3 separate regions of the Mus musculus genome follow, and regions 1 and 3 are each linked to region 2. The links are chromatin contacts, called in public HiChIP or PLAC-seq maps. All regions are on one chromosome and are shown on one strand. The core of a region is the stretch at or near the end of the contact, and the rest is flanking DNA. Distances in the headings are between cores, read along the strand shown.

Region 1 (3,610 bases), core at 667-3,166, 310 kb before region 2:
TCTTTAATGGTCTTGGCCACCTGCATGTAGGAAGCGGGGTCCTCACATTTTATGTGGGCAGTGGCGATGATCCTGCTTCCCGCCAGCTGCCAGACATGTAGCTCATGGACTTCCTCAACGCCGTCAACGTCTCGAAGCTCTTTCACCAAGTGTTTGATATCGATTTGCTTAGGGACAGTTTGTAGAAGAATGAGAGCAGACTCCTTGAGCAATGGGTAAGTCGTGTACAGAAGTATACAAACCATTATAATACAAAGGGTTGGGTCTAGGTAGAGCACCCAGCATGGGCCAGCGTCACGCATCGGGGCCTGGGTGCTGTTAATTATCTCTACAGACGATTTGCAGGGATCAGGAAAACACGGGTTCGTACAAAAGTCGTCTTCAGTACAACCCTTCCAGTTAAAGTAAAAGACCAAGGCATTCACGACCACGATCACGGAGCCCAAGGCATCTCCAAGGACGTGCAGAAACACTCCTCGCATATTCAGCTGCCCAGCCCTGTTGTCTTCCGCTTCCAGATTGTCAGACTCCTGGATGAGATTCCCATTTACTTGTACATCCACTGGGTCATCACTTCTCAATTTTTCTGGCTCTACAACAAAACAATACAATTTTCACTAAGCACATTTAAAGTGTCCACAGAAACATCTTGTCTGGCAGTGAGTGAGTTTAAACTTGTTTCATAAAGCTGTGACAATGACAGTGTGCTGAGAGCAACCCACAGTGAGCTAGCCCTGGGTCCCGCCAGTACCCAACAGCGGAGAGTCCACTGTGTCACTGGGCTACTGCTCCTTGTTCCTTCCCACCTCTCACCTGCCCTCACTGCTGGGATGGGGTCGTGTAAACACTGCGTCACCTCTCTGAAACATACAAGAGAAACAAAACTCTAGGCAATCAGTAAGCATCACTGAAGGGATGTCCTCTGACAGGAACAAACCTGATGTGAGGGTCTCTGTCAGTGGCACTAGACAGACTGAGAAAAGCAGCTCTAACGTAAAATCATCGTCAAGAACATAAAACATAGCGTCTTTGTAGAAGGGTTCACAAACTGACAAATCAACAACCTGGGTCTATTGCTGGGGGTGCAGGCCTTGACCCCAGAGAGACATGCAGGAGGTAATCTGTGAGTTTGAGGCCGGCCTGTCCTACAGAGTGAGTTCCAGGACAGCCAGGGCTATCCTGAGAAACCCGTCTAGAGGAACCAAAAACAAACCAACAAAACAACCTGAAGCTATCAACAAAGTTGGAAGTCAACAATCACTAAGTAACCTGAAAGTTCCCGTCAGAGGGCACACCTGAGGAGCTTCTCTTTCTCCTTTCCCACGCACCACCTGAACTTCCAAACATGTTCCTATGCATTGGAGAAGGTAAGCTGCCTCCGTAAGTAACCTAACCAGATACAAGTGGCAAGAAAAACTGGAAGATACACACAATGTTAACATCGAGGGTGGTAGGTTCTTTCTCATTTCTTTTCAACACTTACCTTCCAAATTACCATCAAGCACACGTGCTCAAGATGAAAAACGCTCGTTAAAACCACGAGAGTAATACATCACCACTGGGTCGAGCACCATTATGCCAACCCGAGGAGGTGAGGGTGCAACGTGCCTTGGCAGGTCCCTAAACAGTGATTTTCCGGATTAGGTGGTCGGTTCAGGGAAACACACACTCCCGTTCACAAAGGCCGCCTTTAACCAGGGCCCACACACCCCCAGCACATCATTATCAAACTTGTTCAGTGGGCACGAAACCACCGCGCACCTGGGCGCGGGGCGTGGCACCCACCGCGGTCGCCAGGGGGCGCCTGTCCCGAACACTGTGGCGCTCACCTGCCTGGTCCGCCTTCAGCCCGTTGGAATTGCTGGTGTTGGCCACCAGCGTGTTGGTCTCCTCCTGGTCCGGCGCCCGGCCCGGCGGCGCGCCCGCCTCGACCCCCGCGCGGCCCGCCTTGCGCGCGCCCTTGGCGAGGTGGCCGTGGCCGTGGCCGTGCGAGTGGCCGTGGCCCGCGCCCTGGCCCTCGCCGCTGTGATGGTGGAACAGACAGAGCCCCAGCACGTTGACCAGCAGCCCCGCCACGCCGACGCTCAGCACCACGAGCGGCTGCTGCATCTCATGCGGCTCGATGAAGCGCTCGACGGCTTCCAGCAGGATGGCGAAGCACAGCCCCGTGAGGAAGATGGCGTTCACCAGTGCGCCCATCACCTCAGCGCGGATCCAGCCGAACGTGTTCTTCTGCGTGGCGTGAGTCCTCCGGGCGAAGCGCTCGGCCACCAGCGCCACTACGAGCGCCAGCACGTCCGACAGCATGTGGAAGGAGTCGGACAGCATGGCGAGCGACGCGGTCACCCGGCTCACCACCACCTCCAGCACCATGAACATGAAGGTCAGCAGCAGCATGCACAGCAGCCGGCCGCGGTTGCGGCCCCAGCAGCCCATGGCGGCGGCCTGAGGCTCGGCGCTGACGCGGGAACGGGAGCGGCGCTGTGGGGAAACCGCCGGCCGCGCAGCTACTCAAGCGCCGGCGCTCGGCTGGGCTGGCGAGGCGGAGGGCGCGGCGGGCCACTGCGTGCCGAGGGGCTGCCGAGCATCGGACCGAAGCGCTCGGGAGACGGCGTCCGCGGCGACTGCGCTCGGCCCGGAGGCGTCCGCCGTCTTCGCCCCCCCTCCTTTGCAGACGGTTTACAAAAAAACTTTGCTTTGCACTCGGAACCCCCGTTTTCACACGGACCCGAGCGTGACAAGGCCCCGGTGCCCCGCCCCCCAGGCCCGGCTCGCCTCCCCATTGGCCAGAGCTGCCTCACGACAGCCCCGGCGTCCCGCCCTTCCTCGGCCTCTATTGGCTAGCGCGGCGGAGGGGCGGGAGGGGGCGGGGCGCGGCCGCGGGAGCTGGGGGCGGGGCCTGTGCACTGGGGAGCCGGGCGTGGGCCGGGGGCCGCGGCCGGGTGCAGCGGCGGGCGGTACGGGGGAGGGTGGGCGCGGGCCGCGTGCAGCGGTGGGCAGGCGGCAGGGCGGTGGCGCCGAGCCCTGGGGCGCAGTGAGCAGTTGCCGCTTCCCGCGGTGCGGGTTCCGGGCCGCGGTTCCCCTTTGCCGGCCCGGCCGCCCCAGACTTTGATCCTGGGAGCTGGGTGCACGTGGGGGCGGCTGGGTGACAGGTCGGCGCCCAGGAGGGGCGGGGAGTGTGGGCTGTGCGGACGGCGGCGGGGGCGCGGCCGCGGCCGAGTGAGGAGCTGAGTTAGGAACTGGTTGCTAGCAGCACAACCTTAGCCTCAGGAACACTTTCCATCCAGGGGTCACCCGCACGGCCACCCCCCACCCCTCCCCAGGGCAACCGTGTGAAGTCAGCTTGTCGCTGACACTCTTAAAGTGTGGAGTGCTGACTTGGGGCGGGAGCCTGCTGCGTGACTTGGGCAAGTCACCTAATCTCGCTACACCTGTTTCTTCATCAATACAGGGAAGGGTTGGGCAAGTGGAACTCTTCTGCTTCCTTCTAGCTAAAATTCCAAGGCTCTGTGATTTCACACTATTTATAGGTTTTTAAACCTCCGAACCCTTGTGTGGGCTGTTTGGAGGGGGAGGGGCGACCAGAATACAAAAGAAGATGGTGGGGAGG
Region 2 (3,386 bases), core at 452-2,951:
ATAGCCTTCACTGTCCTGGAACTAACTCTATAGACCAGCCCGGCTTCAAACTCACAGAGATCCACCTGCCTCTGCTTCCCAAGTAATGGAACTAAAGGTGTGTGCCACCACTGCCAGGCTGTGATTAAGTTTTATAAGTGAAAAGAACACAATTATAGCAGCATCAATACTCCAAATTACAACCAAGACTTTGCAGGCTCTGGCAGTACTTTTCCAGGCTTGCCTGAGGGAAAGATGCTGACCAGTGTGCCTGCTGGATCAGCCTGAGACTTAGCAAGAACCAAGGTCCCCACTCCACACACGCCTGCGGATGCCCCGTAACACAAGCTCTGAACATATGGACAACAGATAGGCCCTAGTATGGAAGGATCTGAGATGCAAGCAAATACAGACTGACTCTTCATTTCCCAAACTGCCTAAAGGAGCTGTTTCAAGACACAGTTTTTTGATTCTAACAGAAACATCACTCAATACCAAAAAAACTTAATAACATGAACATCTAGAATAAAATGTTACATAACGTGCTTTACACAGCAAAACTAAGTGATGTGCAGGACATAAAGTACGATTTGCAATTCATTACAAGTCTAAATAAAGTATTCCCAGCTGCTAAGATATATTCTGTCCATTTCAAGTCAATGAGAGTTCTCTATACACCAGACAATGAAGACTTCACCTCTTGACAGCTAATGCAATGTGCTTTCTTCTGTTTTCTAGATTTTCTTTGTGGTTTTTTGTAGTACTGGGAATCAAATCTAGGCCTCTGCACACACTGAGCAAGCCTTATACTAATAAGCTATATCCTGGTCCTAGAAAGGTCCTAGATGACGAGTTTGACATATAAATATGAGTATGATTGACCCAGTGGGCTGAGTTCCTCTAGTATACTTGCATTATCTTAGACCACCTATCTTAATCTGCATACCCTCCCTATCAGCCAGACTTTGAGATCACAAAGTTCCCTGTGTGATTGCAGATCATAAGAAGTTGTACAGCACTATCGATCAAGCTAAAGAAAGAGCTGCCATCTTCATGAATTTAGCTGTGCTTGCTTCCAAAGACCACACCTGGACTTACTGACTGACTCTGTCCCCTCATAGAAATGAGGGACACGGAGGGCCATGGCACGCTTACCTGAGTATCCAGCCACCACTCCCAATCAGTCATATGCAAGTCTGTCTTAATTGCATGTGGCCTTGGGAGGGGCTACAGTACATGTGGGGAGAAGACTAGGGGAAGGGAACTCCATCTGAAGGTATGGGGAAGCCATTATACATGCTGGATGAAGACTTTTCGGTGTGGCCCCAAAGGTGCTACACACTGCTGTCAACAAGCCCTTGCTCACCCAGGCTCTGCGAGCAAGTGCAGTGAGCTCAACGGCTCCTCATAATTGCAATACTTCAGCTGTCAGCTCCCCCGGGCCCTCCAGGACCAGCAGGCACTGCCTAGCCCTCCAGGGAGAACCCACAGCGTGAGCACACCTTGCCTTGCTTTGCAGTAAAACTGAAAATTTTCTCAAACTTTTATTTGTGCAATACCTTCTTATAAAAAGAAGTAAGAAAATGCATTTTCGTTATCCTTCCGGGAAGATCATTGCTTTGAAAGTGAAAGACTTATTTCCTCAGCCTGTGGTTATGTAAGATGACGAGATGCTAAAAAGATGGAATTCCTGACTCAGTCTAAAGAATTACAAAGCTGCAAGGAGGAAAAACCAAGACTGTGAGCACACGATTCCTTGCAGTGCAGACGCTAATGTACTGTTTTCCTTGTAAAGACACTAACTTCCTGTCTTACTCAACAAAACTCTTTCACAAAGAACTAAGATGCCAATGACATTTCAACGACTATTTTGAGACTATGAGCTGGAATTCAAAGAGTAGGGCTGAGTGTTTTAGCAACAGGCAGCTGTGCTCCTTACAAACAGCTCAGTGCTTGAAAGCACTGGCTCCTACTGCACAAGACCCAGGGTTGGTTCCCAGGACCCATCCAGCAGCTTACAACCACCTATATCTCTAGTTGCAGGAGATCCAATGATCTCTTCTGGCCTCTGTGGGCTCCAGGCACATATGTGCACATAGAATCAGTCACGGTTAATTGGCACAGTGCCTCAGCCAAGCAAGAACACACTTGAACTGAGGGGCTGCCAGCTCATGCCGCCCGCACCGACTGCAGTCAGTGAGGAGATCAAGCACTGCCCGTGTCTGACTGCGGTGAGGGGTTTGCAACAGTTCCACCTAATTACAGAATGTTTTCTTTTACATGAACTCTTGACAACAAACACATTTTGTGTTAAGTAACATTTGCTTCAGTCTCATGGCTTATCCAGGTACAATGGCATTGGCATCATCCATCCACCCACCCACCCACCCATCCATCCACCATGTTTGGTAAAAGGACATGGATGAGGTAGCAAGAACCAAGGCAATGCCAGCAACTGTCCCAGGTCACGTGTTCTTCATTACTGTAAACTCATATTAAGGAGAGAACACAAGCTAGTTGTATGCAACAGTCTCAGCAAAACTGAAACTACTCATTGTATTCAATTTAAAAAACACATACAGCACCAGTCCAAATGTTTGGGATAAGATATAAATGTATGCTTTCCTGGGACACAGATACTTAGACTTCCCTACTTGCCAAAGATTTTTCTTGGAAGAGGAGTTAAAGTCAACTGATAACATTAGGCAAATTACTGAGAATCTTTTATAACAAGTACAGTACTCTAGCTGTCAGCAAAAATTACAATTACAGCAAACAAACTTTTTACCATGAGCATGAAAGTTTAACGCTTACAAGTCCTTCTGACTAAACTGGTGTGGTGCTCTCATATGCAGGTGGAACATTTACAAGATCTGAGTAATACAAGTACATCAGTGCTTCCTAACAGACCAAATGACAAGGTATTAAAGCGTTCATGAACCTAAGACAGCTTCACAAACCTCCCTTCTTTCCACCACTACTTGTGGGAGATGGGATTTTCTTTACACACTTTAGTCAAAATGTTACTGAGAAAGCAGATGAGTGAGATTTTAGCCAGGCCTTGAAGATCTTTGAAAAAAATGTTTAAGGCTATTTTTCTCACAAAATAATTTGTTTTTGGAAAATAAACACTTTTATAAAGCTATTTTACACTAAAATAAGTATCTACCAACACATTTTTTATTTAAGGGTGTAAAGGCAGGCCATATGTGGCAGCATGCACCTGCAGTCCCAATAATTGGGAACTAAGGCCGGAGGATCTCAAGTTTGAGACGAGCCTAAGCTACACAGAGAGATGCTTCTGAGATCCCCCCCTCTCAACAGAAGAACTATGAAGGCACTTCTTCAGCACTCAGCTTTGGCCATTAGCCATCTCTCTGGAGAGTCCTCGCCCACCCACTGTGGCT
Region 3 (3,705 bases), core at 763-3,262, 490 kb before region 2:
CAAGCACAAACACACACATGGACACACACACACACACTGTATATGCCTGCACACGTGTGGGTACAGGTGTACCTGATGCTAGGGAGGGAAAAATGGTGGACTGTGTGGCTGGGGTGCTACTAATCTGAGGTTGGCCTGAGGACAGGACTCACCTGCACACACACACATGCACAACACACGCATACACACATGCCCACCACACACACACACACACACACACACACACACACACCCCACAGCTCTGGGTTGAAGGGAAACAGCTAACTGAAGGGAGCTAGATGCAGAGAGCAGTCCTTGGACTCATTTAGGGGTGGCAGCAGGTACCAGATGAAAAGCTCACTCATATGTCAGTTGGTTTTGGTTTTGGTTTTGGTTTTTCCTTTTTAAAGATTGATTGGTTGGCTGATTGATTGATTGATTGATTTATAAGTGTTTTTTTCAAATGTGTATCTGAGTACCATGTGTGTGTACAGTTCCTATAGAGGTCAGAAGAGGGTGTCAGATCCCTTGGAACTGAAGTTATAGATGGTTGTGAGCTATCATGTGGGTAGTGGGATTCAAACCTGAGCCCTCTGCAGGAGCAGCCAATGCTCTTAAGCATTGCATCATCTCTCCAGCCCCTCTTATTCACTTTTGATTCCTGAACCTGGCAGCTGGACATGTCAGGTAGACATATTATCCTGAGAATGAGGGGAGATAGCCAGTGGGGGTGGGGTTGCACATACTTCATAATCTTCAGAGCCCTTGCAGTGCATTCTGTGCCCCTCCCCACCTCCTAACGCTTTTCATGTAGACATACATGGGTCAGTTGGCTTTTCCCTTAGGGAGAAGATAGTCACTGTTATAGGATGTGTGCTGCCCTGCAATCTCAAGTTAGCTTGCTCAGCTCTGCCATGGTAACATCTGCAAACAAATTAACCCAGCTACACTCTGATAAAACTGTATTTACAAAAGCAGTTAGCAGGCCAGCCATCTCTTTGCACATCGTGTTATTTTCTCTTCAGAAGTCCTACAAGGTTGCTACACTGTCACTATTAATTATTGTGTGAAACAGAGAGGCCTAGGGACAAAGTAACTTGCCTGAGTTCATAAGACTATGCAGTGTAAAACCAAAATTTGAATCCAGACTGGTCCACCCCAGAACCCATGGGGTGCCACCCACATACACTGCCTCCCTGTGGGCCGGGAGGAAGCAGGGGCCTGGAGTGACTGTGGCTCCTGCTGATTCCTCAGGGGCATTGACCACTTCCTGAAGTAGGATCCCTCCAAGCCTCAGTTTCCTCCTTTGAAAAATGGGAATGATGGTAATATGTATGCCACAGGAATGTCAGGATTAAAACAAGCTAGGTGTGTGAGGTAGCAAGCCACAGGTAGACATTGCCTCCTACCACATAGTTCTAGCACCTGGGGTCCATGCATGTTTTTCTAAAGTCCCCCTCAGCTGGACCTGTCCTGCCCTGCATCCAGCAGCCCCTTTGCACCACGACGTCATGTGAGGCCCCTACCCCTCCCCTTATTCTCCTTGACCTTATTCACCAAACACCAATTGAGTGCTTTCAGTCAGGTACTGCTGGCTCTGTGGGTGGGGTGTAATAAAAGATGGCTGTCCCAGGAGAAGTTTGTAGACAGTGAGGACACAGAGTTGAGGCTCAAAGCTCTGGAGTCAAGCAGGCCTTTGAGGGGAAAGCTTTGTTGTGACTTCCTGGAGACTTAAAAATATCCCTGGTTGGCTGTGGCTGACTTGAGAGAAGACAGTGTTCCCCAGAATCATCCCTCCCAACTAGGGGACAAAGGCAGGCATGGCTCAGGACAAGTGTGGGTAGTAGCTCTAGAGCTGCCCTGCAACCCTGTCTGGTAAGCTGTTGGAAATGAGGAACTAGAGGCTTCCTGGCCAGCCAGAGAGAAATCACACTTCTCTGAGGAACTAAAGTCCCACCCTCCTGGCTCGTCATTCTTCCTCCCCAACGCTGGCCTTGTCTCATCTCATCTGGGCTGCTGTGGGAGGGACCCCTGCCTTGCAGGGCCTTCCTGTTCAGCTCTGTGGAGAACAGAGAGTTTGTGTTGGTTCTAGCTGAGGATGGGGTTAGAGCAGAGCCCTGCCTGCGGGAACTGCTTCTGCATCTCAGAGGAAGGCTCTTCACTGCCATTGAAAGAAGCTTTGGAAGAGCCTCAGCCAGGCTCAGTGACTCCCTCAGAGACAGACAGTGATGTGGGGCTATGAGCTGAAATGAACCCTTTCCTTCACAAGTTGCTTTTGGTCATAGTGTTTTACCATAGCAGTAGAAGCCCTGACTAGAACACTGCCCTACAGAGGACCTGGTGGGAAGGCGCCGGCTTCTCCACGAGCCTAGGTGAGATTACATCTAACCCACTCGTTGCTAATGGGGATCTAGGGTCTAGAAAACAGTCACAGATGACTATAGGAGATTAAATTAGTTTTAGTTGATCAAATTTATACCTTTACTGGAACTTCCTGCTATTCTTAGCATCATGTCTTATTTTATGAAGTGAAATTCTCATGACATGAATTGCACATAAAATGCATGTCTACCTGTGTATCTCACAGTCATATGCTGGGAGATCCTTGGACAGCTTTTAAATCAGACCTTGATATTACAAAGGACACATGACCTTGGACGATGAAAACAGATAAGAATATATGACTGAGGAATCATGAGTTCCTCTGATAATTTTGTGTGCACATGTGTGTTCATTGGTGCAGTCGTGTATATGTGCATGTGTGCACACTCATGCAAAGAGCAGAGGACAATCTCAGGTTTCTCTCCTCAGATGATATCAACTTTGCTGTTTTGAGACAGGGTCTCTTACTGACCTGGAACTTGCCAAGTAGTCTAGGCTGGCTGGCCAGTGAGGCCCGGGGCTCCTGCTGTCTCCACCTCCCTAGTGCTGGGATTACAAGTGTACACCACCATGCCTGGCTTTAATATGTGGGTTCTGGGGAAGTGAACTCATGTCTTCATGCTTGCAAAGCAAACACTTTACCAACAGCACTATGTGACTTACTCTGGTCCCAGAAATGTAGGTTGTCAGCTGGTTTGACTCATAGTTCACCCATCCCACTGAGATGGTCTGGAAAGCAGCCAGCCCTGGAAAGCCTCCTGCACACACCCTTGGTTTCCTTCCCATCCTGTGTCTCTGCCCCCATTTATTGTTCTTTTCCTGGAGCCAGGGCCTGTTCTCATCTCACCCACCTCCTGGTACAGACCCCAGCAAAGGAAGAGTCTAGGATGGATGTGGGCATGCAGCAAGTGACTGCTCCATTCCATTCATTTCACAACTGAGTACAGTTGATTATTAACCAATCTCAAACTTGTGCCATGCCCTCTGGGAAATTTCTTTGTGTTTTCATCCATAAAATGCCACCTTCAGTCCAGTTTAACTGCTTTGTGAGCTCAGCAGAGACATTTCAACAACTTTTGTGAAGTTTCAACCAGGCTCCAGTGGTCCTACATTGAAGTCTCTCTTGGTAGCACTTACCACTGGGCTATTGTAGCTTATCATTTTCTGTAGAATCCTACCCTTGTAGGGCCTGGAGGACAGTGGACTATCACAGGCTGTGCTGTCTCAGGATCTGACACAGGGTGCAGCACACACTGTCCCTATATGGGAATCAGTGGATGGATGGGCAGTTGGCCAATCTAGGAGATAGATGGGTCTTACTCAGGTCTCCCTAGCTAGTAGGAA

The links. HiChIP or PLAC-seq counts read pairs in DNA pulled down with a chosen protein or histone mark.
Region 1: an H3K4me3 HiChIP or PLAC-seq map of bone marrow-derived macrophages shows a contact between it and region 2, with 2.9 times the contacts expected there. The contact joins the promoter of 1700034H15Rik here to the enhancer-like site in region 2. A contact is called at or near these places in 4 of 39 promoter capture datasets (hippocampal neurons, liver, pre-B cells and 1 more), 6 of 484 Hi-C or Micro-C datasets (CD8 T cells, the G1E-ER4 cell line, cortical neurons and 2 more) and 4 of 115 datasets of contacts at active chromatin or transcription factors (astrocytes, bone marrow-derived dendritic cells and bone marrow-derived macrophages).
Region 3: an H3K4me3 HiChIP or PLAC-seq map of bone marrow-derived macrophages shows a contact between it and region 2, with 4 times the contacts expected there. The contact joins two enhancer-like sites. A contact is called at or near these places in 9 of 39 promoter capture datasets (the 3T3-L1 cell line, the HPC-7 cell line, HPC-7-derived erythroid cells and 4 more), 4 of 484 Hi-C or Micro-C datasets (Th1 cells, bone marrow-derived macrophages, granulocyte-monocyte progenitors and 1 more) and 1 of 115 datasets of contacts at active chromatin or transcription factors (bone marrow-derived macrophages).

Annotation. Positions count from the first base shown.
Region 1 is chr1:191,905,833-191,909,442 of GRCm38.p6, reverse strand. 1700034H15Rik (RIKEN cDNA 1700034H15 gene) reads left to right here and starts at 1,916. Exons shown (of 5, transcript NR_030669.1): 1 at 1,916-2,383. Slc30a1 (solute carrier family 30 (zinc transporter), member 1) reads right to left here and starts at 2,662. Exons shown (of 2, transcript NM_009579.3): 1 at 1,830-2,662; 2 at 1-592. The coding sequence starts at 2,436.
Region 2 is chr1:191,590,891-191,594,276 of GRCm38.p6, reverse strand. The region is part of intron 4 of Ints7 (integrator complex subunit 7); the gene reads right to left. Among named protein-coding and RNA genes, the nearest start is that of Ints7, 17 kb to the right of the region's middle. Within about 2 kb of position 1,701, at least 68 of the 459 cell types and tissues checked have an H3K27ac peak or open chromatin away from gene starts, as enhancers often do. A contact at or near this core is called in astrocytes, bone marrow-derived macrophages, cortical neurons and 1 more, where this site is marked.
Region 3 is chr1:192,076,843-192,080,547 of GRCm38.p6, reverse strand. All of the region lies in intron 1 of Traf5 (TNF receptor-associated factor 5), which reads left to right. Among named protein-coding and RNA genes, the nearest start is that of Traf5, 14 kb to the left of the region's middle. Within about 2 kb of position 2,012, at least 161 of the 459 cell types and tissues checked have an H3K27ac peak or open chromatin away from gene starts, as enhancers often do. A contact at or near this core is called in bone marrow-derived macrophages and granulocyte-monocyte progenitors, where this site is marked.